Linked DNA regions of Mus musculus: regions 1 and 2 are each linked to region 3. The links are chromatin contacts, called in public HiChIP or PLAC-seq and promoter capture Hi-C maps. All regions are on one chromosome and are shown on one strand. Each heading gives the region's core, a stretch centred on a gene start, on an enhancer-like site or on the middle of the called end of the contact. The rest is flanking DNA. Distances are from core to core; before and after follow the strand shown.

Region 1 (3,726 bases), core at 600-3,099, 810 kb before region 3:
TTCAGGGACCTTAAAGGCTTCAGCTGCCCCTAAGGCTCGTACCATGGCATTAATATTGCCAGCCCTTTCTAAATTTCTGCAGAAACATTGAGATAAGCAGATTAATTGGCTGGCTTTCAAATGATGGCTTATCTTTACAGAAGGTTTAAATCTTGTCTTTAAAACTTGTTTCCACTAAAGGGCCATCAACATTTTAAAGAGAAAAGCAAGACTTACCTTAACCACTACGCAACTGCAACCAACCACCTTCCGTGGTTTGCCCTCTCGATCGATTTTACAGAGGCCTACCCATTCCCCTAGTTTCTTGTTGTCATCAACCTATCAAAGACAAAAGCAATTACTAACAAGGATTGAAACTAGTAAAAGCTGACCCTCAACATTCCCAGGGTGGCTGTTTCAGGAGGGTGACGTGCAGTTTCCTCAGCGAGATTCAGAAGAGGGAGACTGTTTTCATCATGTACAGCCCACGTGAAAATCATCAAAACTACCATGCAAGTTAGTGCTGGTGCCTGTGGCTCAACACCATTATCACTAAGGCTTACCTTTATCAGGTTGATTTGGTGCTCAGCACAAAGTGCCTCCACCAGCTTGACATACATGGGCTCATCACAGTTGGATGCGAGCACACACAGATGGGCTTGGCGCCTAAAATGCAAAACTCAAAGGTGAAACCTTCAAGGGTCTTCACTGTGCTAGTAAACCTGACCACACAGGATTTACTGTACCAAACTGCAGACTAGCCATTCACTTTCCCTGTACAAACTTAGATACCAATACCACACATTATAATAGGAAACCTATTTATGGCCAAAGGAAACTATGACCACTTTCAGGGTATTTCCAACTTGAAAGCTGATCCAAAGCAGTCCTGTGCAGGAAGCACTGTAAATATTCACAACAGCATCCAAAATCACCTGACTTTACCTCAAACAGTAGAATACACGTGCATAAGCCTAATAAACCATGCATGTTCTCAAGTCTCCCGGATATAGCTAGATTTCCCCGACACCACAATATTGTCGTTTAAGTATTTGCAAACTAAATAATGATGCCCCCCCCTTTTCCATCTTCTAGCAAAACTACCGGACTATCTATCCCCACGAGCTACAGGTTTGTCAGACTAGCTGTTTCTCACCCATGAACGGGGTGAAGGGGTATCCGACAATTCAAGTCATCATGCAAACACTGTAGCTTTACAAAACTACTGCTCGTCATCCCCGATCCACACAGCAACCCACACATCCTAAGTGGGCTAGAGTTGATACCTTTTCCTAGGTTTCCTGCTGGCCGGATGACATTCAGAACTTTTGTGCTAACAGCATGAACTTCACGCTCTCTTCCCTTGGCTGCTGCAGTCTTTGTTCCGGCTGCAACACCCCACAGTATTGAGACTGAGACACGTACTTGTCTAAGGCTTTGGCAGCTTCGCGTATGCCACGTGCTAGGCCATCGTGGATGAGGGCGGTCTTCAGCACCTCTTGTAGAGCAGTGTTGACGTCCATTACACCTCCAGCAGCTATGCTGGAATGCAGACAGAGACGTTAGGACCCTCGGCAGGCTAGGGATGGGGAACTAGCATGGAGAAAAGCCCAGACCAGCGCCGCCCGCGGGAGGCCCACGCCCCACTCGCTCACCCTTCCTCGGCCATGGCGGTGAATCACGGGTGACGCCGAATCTTGAACGCACTGAAAGACAAAACATCAGTAAATCGCCCGTTAAGACCCAAGTACTTCACTTTTGAAGCCAAGGCGCAGTAGACACGCTATCGCCGGCGCACGAGCTGGGATCACACTCACCCCGAGCTTCCGCCTCCGCGCAAGTCGGCGGCGGCAGGGGAAAAGGCCGGCGGTGGCCGCATGACGGTATTTAAGCGCTCCGCTCGACTTCTGTGCGCATGTGCAACTCCTCCCACTAAAGAGGTGGCTCCGGTGGTGCCGTGCCTTAGGAGTTTCCACTTCCGCCTTTAGGAGCGTCCGTGGTAAGAACGCGGCTGGATTTCTAGCAGGCATCGCAGCGGGCAGCCTTTGCCCAGGGGGCGTGGACCACAGAGGTCCCACGATCCGCTCCTACGGAACACGAGAGGAGCCAAACTACTGCCGTTTTCTTCGCTGCTGAATTACTTTGTTTTAAGCAGTTTTTCCACGTCTTATCGTGAAGTTTCCTGTTGCCAATACTGGCCGATTAGGCTGAGTGTGTCCACATTTTGGTCCTTTGGTTTTTAGCCTCTCTGAGTGGCTGTGATTTGTGTATGATCACAAACCCCACTGCTTTGCAACGTGTTTAAGCAGACCTTGCGGCCAGGTCAGATCCCGGTCTGAATGCAACCGGTTCTGAATGAACATTTAGGTAATGACCCTAGTTTTTTTCCCGAGTCGCAGCTTCGCAGACACTGGATCCCTGAGGTACATGTTAAACTCTCACTGTGGATCTGTCACTAAATTCCACCGAGGATTCGGCTACCAGGAGTGGAACTCCAGAATCTTAAAGCCAGTTCCCGCCTACGCCGACAAATGCATTTTAATTTCGAAGGAATCACTCGCTCTTCTACTTCCAAAGCAAATACACAAGACATCTCTCTCAGAAGATATCCCCGAAGCCAACCAGAGCTTCTGATGGCCAACCTGGTGGATACAGTGATCATTGTCGGGCTCATGAATTTCATGAGGATATAAGAAAGTTGATGGAAGTTTTAGCTTTTCCAATAAACGTTTGGGTTTCACCCCTAAAGCCTCATGCTTGCTTCCTTACCCCTGCAATTCAAAAAAGTATTTAATAGGTGGTTAGTTTCTGTGGGCGTATTTCTGCCAGTGTCTATGGTGCTGTTTTAAAGATGAGAGACGGCGGACACTTAAAAGTCTGCATTTTAAAAGATAAAGCTAGTATTTTAGCCAAAGAGTAACATACCAGAATGCCACGGTGCTGGGGAGTGGAGATGATGTGGGAACGCAGGGGATTTGGAGTTTATGGCAGCATTTAAAAGAGGTTTTAACTAGAGTTCCAGCCAGGTAAGTGCAGGAAGAATATTCAGACAGGAAGAGAGAGCAGGAAGGCACACGTGCCTTTTGGCTGTTTTGGAAGTGATTTTGAAACATTACACAGTCGGAAAAGAATGTGGTTAAGTAGAGTTTAAGTAGTTTCCTTAGTATAAGGCTATTAAAAGTTAATGTGTCAAACCATACATAAGTTGCAAGACTTTCATCCCAGCACCTGAGAAGCAGAGGCAGGTGGATAGCTGTGAGTTCCAGGCTACCAGGAAGACAATGTCTAAAGCAAAAAAAGGAAAACATTTAAGTGTTAAGCATATTAGAGTTCTCTTCCCGGAAGAAAAGTCTCACAGAAGAGACTAGATGGTAAAATTGGAAAATAACTACTGCATTTAAATACTAAGAAGAAACAGCTGAGTCCTTTCAGCTTGGTGCCTAAGTTTTAGTGCTGCTTCCAACACAGTAGCAACCAGCTCAGACTCTCCACACCTTTGATGTCAGCTCTCTGTCCTAATAGTCCACCCTAATGAATGCCTTTCTGTCAGCAGTAAGCACCCCCTTTTAACAACTGGAGCCCCTCCCCCCTTAAATCTTGATTGTGTAATAATTTTAATACCCAAAGGGAAGTTATTTTCCATGTGATGAGGATTTTTGTTTTAGATAAAGATTCTCTTATTTCACACACTCTTTAAGAGTAGCCTCTCAATTTTAGGTCTTGGCAAAGGTGGCGGAAAATTCATAT
Region 2 (3,809 bases), core at 1,134-3,633, 630 kb before region 3:
AAAAAAAGGGGGGTATAGGGGTAGGTGGGATGGGGTGGGATTTCTTAGCATGCCAAGCTTTAAAATTGCACACAAAAATTCATCTCTTCCCCCTTCCCTGACAGTTTCCTTAGAACAGAGAAGTATCCAGTTGTCAAATTTGTGTGTGCAGCTGTTTGTGTGGAGCTCAGAAAGGGATGTAAGCATCTTTGTCTTGACCTTAACTATTCTTCTGGGCAATCATCTTCATACAATGCATGTTTTATGTATCTCCTGTCTTCAGCTAATGTATACTGTTTATCTCCCAAGTATGTGTAACTATATTTTACTCTATTTTCTGTCTTACTCTAACCTTTAACTATTTTCCTATACATGTAACTATGAGACAAGAATGAGAGCAGATACTGATAATTGCTAGAAGTGTTTCCTTCCAAGTTATAAGCAAGACAGGGGTGTAGCTCACTGTTAGAGTCCTTGTAGGTCATGTTCACGGCTTGGGTTTCCAGTTCCTCTCCCAAAATATATTTTACAAACTCAAGGTCAGTGCAATTTTCTGAATCATTAGCTTAACAAAACTGAAACTTAAAACTTTACTACCCAGAGAGCAGCATATCTCAGACTGAACAGTTTTGTTTGGGGAATGAGATTTTTGTGTATAATCAGTAGCAGAAAATGCCTGAGTAATTTTATGGTGATTCTTGCTTATCTTTAAAGTTAGCTAGAAATTTAGTTTATTAAATGAGGTCATTAGGTGCTTAGGATTTCAGTATCTTTAGTCTCATAGCTAAGGACTCAAAAATGATACATAATCACCCCGAATGTCAGTAATGCAATGGAGCCTTGGAAATGTCATCTTTCTTGTATCTGTTTCTGTACAGTTTAGGTTTTTGTTCACTTTAATTGCAATTCGAGTTAATATAAAAAAGAAAAATACTAACCATAAGTATTAAATTTCTATATCCAAAGCCAATAAAATTTGCTATAGTGTTGATTCCAAATAATCCACAGCCACTGGTAACAATTATTGAGGTACTGAAGCTAATGAAACACTGTTTCCAAAGGTGCTACATTCCCAGAGTAAATCTGCGTCAGGATACACTATGCATGCATTCACTTTCTCAAGGGGTTCAGTGAGTTTGAGACTGTTCTCTGGCCAAAGTCCACAGCTCCAATCTGGCACACAATCTCACAAATGTTTGCCATTGGCTATGAGAAAGGCATGTCCAGACTCAGCACTGGAAAAACAAACCTGTGTCAAAGCGGGGGTGAGCCAGCTCCATTGTTCTCAGCTTATTAATGTTACAAATGACAGGTTAAATAATACACAGCTGTATATCAAATTCAATAGCAGTATAAAACGTGAATCTCTGTTCCTGTAGATCCTCCACCACAACTCTGCTTCCTAAATGCAGATGCTAAATGAAGTGAGAACCCATGAGACTTACAGAGTCTGCCATTTCAACCGTTTTCCTTCACTTTGAACATTACTTATGTACAATCTTGTAATCTTGGGCATGATTTTACTCTAAATTCTGCAGACTGTGTTTTTCACACTGCGAGGAGAAATGCTTCTAAGTGGAGGTGGCAGAGACAGAAGCATTTGTGGCTGTTTACAGAAAAAAATCATTCTGTAAAGGAAGAAGTATGACTTCAAAATTTAATCATCATTTAATTTAATTAGCAATTTCATTGTCCATGATCATTCTTGAGTGGATTTTAATCCAGGAAATTGGATTAAACTTAATTGAACTGGACAAAAGAAATGCTTGATCAGTTTATGGACTCAGAGCTACAAATTAATATGGTGGTATATTCTTCTACTCAGGATACTTGAATGCTGGGTAACAATATCAATCCATGAATGCTGGATAACAGTATTAATTCATAGATACTGGGTAACAATATCAGTCTGTGGATACTGGGTAACAATATCAGTCTGTGGATACTGGGTAACAATATCAGTCTGTGGATACTGGGTAACAATATCAGTCTGTGGATACTGGGTAACAATATCAGTCTGAGTTTGCTGGGTAACAGTATCAATCTGTGGATGCTGGGTAACAATATCAATCCAGGTTTTTTCAGTTGCCTTCCTACTCAAGGAATGGTCTCAGACTAACATTATTGTCCTCTCTCAAGAGATTGTAGGAATGCCGACTTAGGAATGCAATGTCAGAATTAGAATCCAAACTTTAGAAAGTTCTTCAGGTGATTCATATGCACACGAAGTGTGGGGGAAACGAATTCTGGTCAGTAAGGACTTCCAACTTGGTTCAGTCTCAGATCTACGCAAGGTTCAATGGACAATTGCCCTGCCAATGATTTTATGGCTCTTTTTCCTTCTTTCACAGACAGGATCACAGCTTTTTTGAGAAGCACTCATAGTACCCACAGGACAAAGACGATGAATACACCCGACCCCTGGAGCTCCCCAGAAGTACAGTTTTGCTTTGCTGCTGCAAACAGTTCTTGCCCAAGGAAGGCGAGGCCTGCGCTCGTTGTCTGTGCCATGTACCTCATCATGATTGGAGCGATAGTGATGACCATGCTGGGAAACATGGCTGTGATCATCTCTATTGCCCACTTCAAGCAGCTCCACTCCCCAACCAACTTCCTTATTCTCTCCATGGCTACCACAGACTTCCTGTTGAGTTGCGTGGTCATGCCCTTCAGTATGATCCGGTCCATCGAGTCATGCTGGTACTTCGGAGACCTCTTTTGCAAAGTTCACAGCTGCTGTGACATCATGCTCTGTACCACATCCATTTTCCACCTCTGCTTCATCTCAGTTGACCGCCACTATGCCGTCTGCGACCCTTTGCACTACGTCACCCAAATCACGACCCGGGTGGTAGGGGTCTTTCTACTCATCAGTTGGTCTGTTCCCATCTTTTTTGCCTTTGGCTTGGTATTCTCAGAATTAAATCTGATTGGTGCTGAGGATTTTGTCGCAGCCATTGACTGTACAGGTTTGTGTGTGTTGATATTTAACAAGCTCTGGGGAGTTCTGGCTTCCTTCATAGCTTTCTTTCTGCCTGGGACAGTCATGGTAGGGATTTACATACACATTTTCACAGTTGCCCAGAAACATGCCAGGCAGATTGGTACAGGTCCTAGGACAAAACAGGCCCTCTCAGAAAGCAAAATGAAGGCCACATCAAAAAAGGAAAGCAAGGCCACCAAGACTTTAAGCATTGTCATGGGAGTGTTTGTGTTGTGTTGGCTACCCTTTTTTGTCTTGACAATCACAGACCCTTTCATTGATTTTACAACCCCTGAAGATTTGTATAATGTTTTCCTTTGGCTTGGTTATTTTAATTCCACTTTCAATCCCATCATATATGGCATGTTCTATCCCTGGTTTCGAAAGGCCCTGAGGATGATAGTCACAGGAACGATCTTCCGCTCTGACTCTTCTACCTCAAGCCTGCATCCTGCACATCCTTAGGTAATGCCACCCCCAACTCCCTGTTAGCCTAGATTCTTTTTGATTTTTGTTTTATTTTCTTTTTTTTGTTGTTGTTGTTTTTGCTTTTTTTCCAAACAGGGTTTCTCTGTGTAGCCCTGGTTGTCCTGGAACTCACTTTGTAGACCAGGCTAGCCTCGAACTCAGAAATCTGCCTGTCTCTGCCTCCCAAGTGCTGGGATTAAAGGCGTGCACCACCACTGCCCGGCTAGATTCTTTTTAAAGAAAGGGAAAGAGGGATGGGTCTGTTAGACAAGAAAAACTTTCCAGCTGAGACAACGGCAACCTGAGAAAGCACTAGATCCAGTGAGCTTTGTTGTTGCTGCTACTGCTGCTGCTGGTGTGAGCCAAGCCTCACAGAGTG
Region 3 (3,715 bases), core at 537-3,036:
ATGCTTGGAAAGAACATTGAATAACAATGTCAGAAATCCTTCCAGCACTGCAGAGGCTGCTCACACTTCAAGCCACTCACACCTTTCGCTGTTGACATGTAACTGCACTGTACAGCATGTGGCTGGCTTAACAAGGTAATTGTGTGCAGATGATGTGGTCAGCCACTTGAAGTGGCTAACTCCCTTACCCCCTCCCACCATCGCCCCCCGCCACCCCTGCTAATCATCCATGGATGGATTGAAAAAGTTTTAAAACTGGCCCACTTAAATGGGCTGTTTTCATGTTATAAATCTATAGTGTGTTGTCTCCAAAATTAGTCTTTGCCGATATACTCAGTTTAAACTTATAGTCAGAAACACCAACTATGAGAGGAAGCCAGTGACAAATGATGTAGCTTTAGGGAAAGCATGGGATGGTCCCAGAATCTTTCTATGTCCAATGAGAATTGGAGATAAACACACACACACATACACACACACACACACACACACACACACACACACACACACACACGCAAAGAGAGACAGAGAGAGAGAGAAAGAGAGACAGACAGAGAGCCAATAAACAACACAGGTCCTAAATGAATGCACAGTGTATAAAATTGGTCCTTACAGAAACTAAGTAGCAGTTCTAAGAAACAGAGACTAGCTTAGATACATTGTTTACTTTTAACATCAACACACGAGCAGGGGATAAAGCTGTGCTTTCCTTGATTTAACCTCCCTCCACGAGCCTGCAAGCTATTTGAGTAGCAAGAGGCTTCATCACTAATTGTAGACACTTGGGGAAGTCAGTAAAAATATATTATGCACTGATGCTTAGTTTATAGCCGGATTATAACTAGATACAACCGTCTATGGTTTTGCTGTTATGTAAACAAGTGCTTTACTTCAAAACAGAACAAACCCCAACAACATCGTTAGATTATGGGTTTTAGGATAAGTTAAAAAAAAAAAATCCAAGCCTGGACCTCAGTACAGCCATGTTTAAAATATCCCAACTGAACCCCTACTGGCCTCCTTATACCTCTTTCTTCTCCCACTATATTCCCTGACACTTAGCTTCTGAACACAGCCATTTGGTCTGAACTCATAAACTTATTTTTCTAGAAAAGCCATGCCCAGTCATTCCCCTTGCCTCCCTGGACCCTGAAGACAAGTTCTTACATAAAGAGTGCTGAAAATCTCCCTGGGAACCTACATCCTTGGCTTTCATATCTTTCAGCCATCAAAATGGTTATCTCCAGTGACCAAAGATCAAATGCCTGTATTTCAGATACAAAAGTTGCACATAGGAATTCTGGGAGGAGAGGAGGCATTTCAAATGGCTATAAGCACCCTTCTCCTCTCAGTAGAAGAACACCAAGAGACTACAGCCCCGTAAAGAAAAAAAAAAATCCAAAACAAAGAAAAATATTTTTTTTAATTTCTAGGGGCCCATGGTATTTGCCTCTTGAGCTATTTGAGTCTTGAGAAGTTTTTATGTCAGTAGCCAGAACTGGCAAAGAGATTTTTAAGAAGAAAAGATCAGAGAAATAATCGTTTATTTCTAAGTTATATTTCATCAGGAGGGGTGAGAAGATGATATGGAGAAAGTTTTACTTCTTGGTGTTGTGCTGGAAACACAGCGCCTTTTTTTTTTTTCCTGGCGAGCTAAAGTGTGCCAGCTTTTTCAGACGGAGGAATGTGGAGTGTCAAGGGGTCAGGATCAATCCGGTGTGAGTTGATGAGGCAGGAAGGTGGGGAGGAATGTGAGGAATGTCCCTGTTTGTGTAGGACTCCATTCAGTTCTTTGGCGAGCCGGCTCCCGGGAGCGTATAAAAGCCAGCGCCGCCCGCCTAGTCTCACACAGCTCTTCTCTCCAAGAAGACTCAGCCAGATCCACTCCAGCTCCGACCCCAGGAGACCGACCTCCTCCAGACGGCAGCAGCCCCAGCCCAGCCGACAACCCCAGACGCCACCGCCTGGAGCGTCCAGACACCAACCTCCGCCCCTGTCCGAATCCAGGCTCCGGCCGCGCCTCTCGTCGCCTCTGCACCCTGCTGTGCATCCTCCTACCGCGTCCCGATCATGCTCGCCTCCGTCGCAGGTCCCATCAGCCTCGCCTTGGTGCTCCTCGCTCTCTGCACCCGGGTAAGCCCCGGGACTGACGGAAGGGACGGAGGGAGGGCAGAGTGAGCTGCGATCACAGACTGACCTCCCTCCCCTTCCTCTCCGCAGCCTGCTATGGGCCAGGACTGCAGCGCGCAATGTCAGTGCGCAGCCGAAGCAGCGCCGCACTGCCCCGCCGGCGTGAGCCTGGTGCTGGACGGCTGCGGCTGCTGCCGCGTCTGCGCCAAGCAGCTGGGAGAACTGTGTACGGAGCGTGACCCCTGCGACCCACACAAGGGCCTCTTCTGCGATTTCGGCTCCCCCGCCAACCGCAAGATCGGAGTGTGCACTGGTAAGACCCTCAGCCCCATTCCAGCCCCCTTTGCAGAGGCCTCACCTTTTGGTGTTGGACCACCACCTCTCTCAAGTCCAGCGTGATACCCTCTAGAAAAAGAAAAGCCCCTATCCGCAGCTGCTTCCAACCGGCCCCCTGCAGTCCTGACCCTAGCTCGTCACCTTGACATGTACAGTGATATAGCTAGCTGTTCTGATCCCTGTGACCCTACGCCTGACCTACAACTTTGTCTTCCTCTCCCGCAGCCAAAGATGGTGCACCCTGTGTCTTCGGTGGGTCGGTGTACCGCAGCGGTGAGTCCTTCCAAAGCAGCTGCAAATACCAATGCACTTGCCTGGATGGGGCCGTGGGCTGCGTGCCCCTGTGCAGCATGGACGTGCGCCTGCCCAGCCCTGACTGCCCCTTCCCGAGAAGGGTCAAGCTGCCTGGGAAATGCTGCGAGGAGTGGGTGTGTGACGAGCCCAAGGACCGCACAGCAGTTGGCCCTGCCCTAGCTGGTGAGTTGTCACCTTCAAAGTTACTGTTATTCATTCTCCCCAACTTCAGGGCCAATGCCCAAGTCCACCAAATTAAGGGGAAATTGTCCTATCCGGATGTTTTACCTTGTGTTTGTGTGTTCTGCTCTCACAGCCTACCGACTGGAAGACACATTTGGCCCAGACCCAACTATGATGCGAGCCAACTGCCTGGTCCAGACCACAGAGTGGAGCGCCTGTTCTAAGACCTGTGGGATGGGCATCTCCACCCGAGTTACCAATGACAATACCTTCTGCAGACTGGAGAAGCAGAGCCGCCTCTGCATGGTCAGGCCCTGCGAAGCTGACCTGGAGGAAAACATTAAGGTACATCCTCTGCCCCTAGTCACTCCGTTTTACAGAATGACAGGGAAGAGAACCGAGCTGGCTGTCTCACCTCCCATGTTATTAGAGGCCTGTTGTCTCCAGAAATATCTAACCATGGAGCTGTCTGGCTAGAATGAGAGATGCTGTAACAACAGCTGCCAGTTTTCCACTACAAAATTCCCCGTGGTGCTAGTTAATTCAAGACACTCCAAATGAGGCCATGGCTATTTTTGGAAAACTGGCAAATGAAACTCCCAGTCTCTCCCCTCAGAATATAAACACAAGTCAGATGACATAGGGCTAGTCTACAAAGGCTTGAGGAAGGCCACTCCCGTTGTAGTAATTGCTGTTTCTCCTTCTGTCTTCCTTAGAAGGGCAAAAAGTGCATCCGGACACCTAAAATCGCCAAGCCTGTCAAGTTTGAGCT

The links. Promoter capture Hi-C pulls out the DNA fragments that hold promoters and counts their contacts. HiChIP or PLAC-seq counts read pairs in DNA pulled down with a chosen protein or histone mark.
Region 1: an H3K4me3 HiChIP or PLAC-seq map of embryonic stem cells shows a contact between it and region 3, with 8 times the contacts expected there. The contact joins the promoter of Rps12 here to the promoter of Ccn2 in region 3. A contact is called at or near these places in 2 of 39 promoter capture datasets (embryonic stem cells and neural stem cells), 1 of 484 Hi-C or Micro-C datasets (embryonic stem cells) and 6 of 115 datasets of contacts at active chromatin or transcription factors (the NIH/3T3 cell line, bone marrow-derived macrophages and embryonic stem cells).
Region 2: a contact with region 3 is called in a promoter capture Hi-C map of liver, with 7 times the contacts expected there. The contact joins the promoter of Taar4 here to the promoter of Ccn2 in region 3. A contact is called at or near these places in 2 of 39 promoter capture datasets (hippocampal neurons and liver) and 1 of 115 datasets of contacts at active chromatin or transcription factors (embryonic stem cells).

Annotation. Positions count from the first base shown.
Region 1 is chr10:23,785,360-23,789,085 of GRCm38.p6, forward strand. It overlaps Rps12 (ribosomal protein S12), which reads right to left and starts at 1,850. Exons shown (of 6, transcript NM_011295.6): 1 at 1,797-1,850; 2 at 1,635-1,685; 3 at 1,405-1,521; 4 at 543-645; 5 at 217-318. The coding sequence starts at 1,648. LOC115487513 (a small nucleolar RNA gene) reads right to left here and starts at 1,184; the gene lies at 1,111-1,184. It overlaps Snora33 (small nucleolar RNA, H/ACA box 33), which reads right to left and starts at 92; the gene lies at 1-92. Snord100 (small nucleolar RNA, C/D box 100) reads right to left here and starts at 462; the gene lies at 395-462.
Region 2 is chr10:23,958,111-23,961,919 of GRCm38.p6, forward strand. Taar4 (trace amine-associated receptor 4) reads left to right here and starts at 2,384. Exons shown (of 1, transcript NM_001008499.1): 1 at 2,384-3,427. The coding sequence starts at 2,384. The coding sequence ends at 3,427.
Region 3 is chr10:24,593,656-24,597,370 of GRCm38.p6, forward strand. Ccn2 (cellular communication network factor 2) reads left to right here and starts at 1,787. Exons shown (of 5, transcript NM_010217.2): 1 at 1,787-2,133; 2 at 2,221-2,443; 3 at 2,692-2,943; 4 at 3,077-3,288; 5 at 3,660-3,715. The coding sequence starts at 2,071. It overlaps Gm15270 (predicted gene 15270), which reads right to left and starts at 2,148. Exons shown (of 5, transcript NR_163910.1): 1 at 1,986-2,148.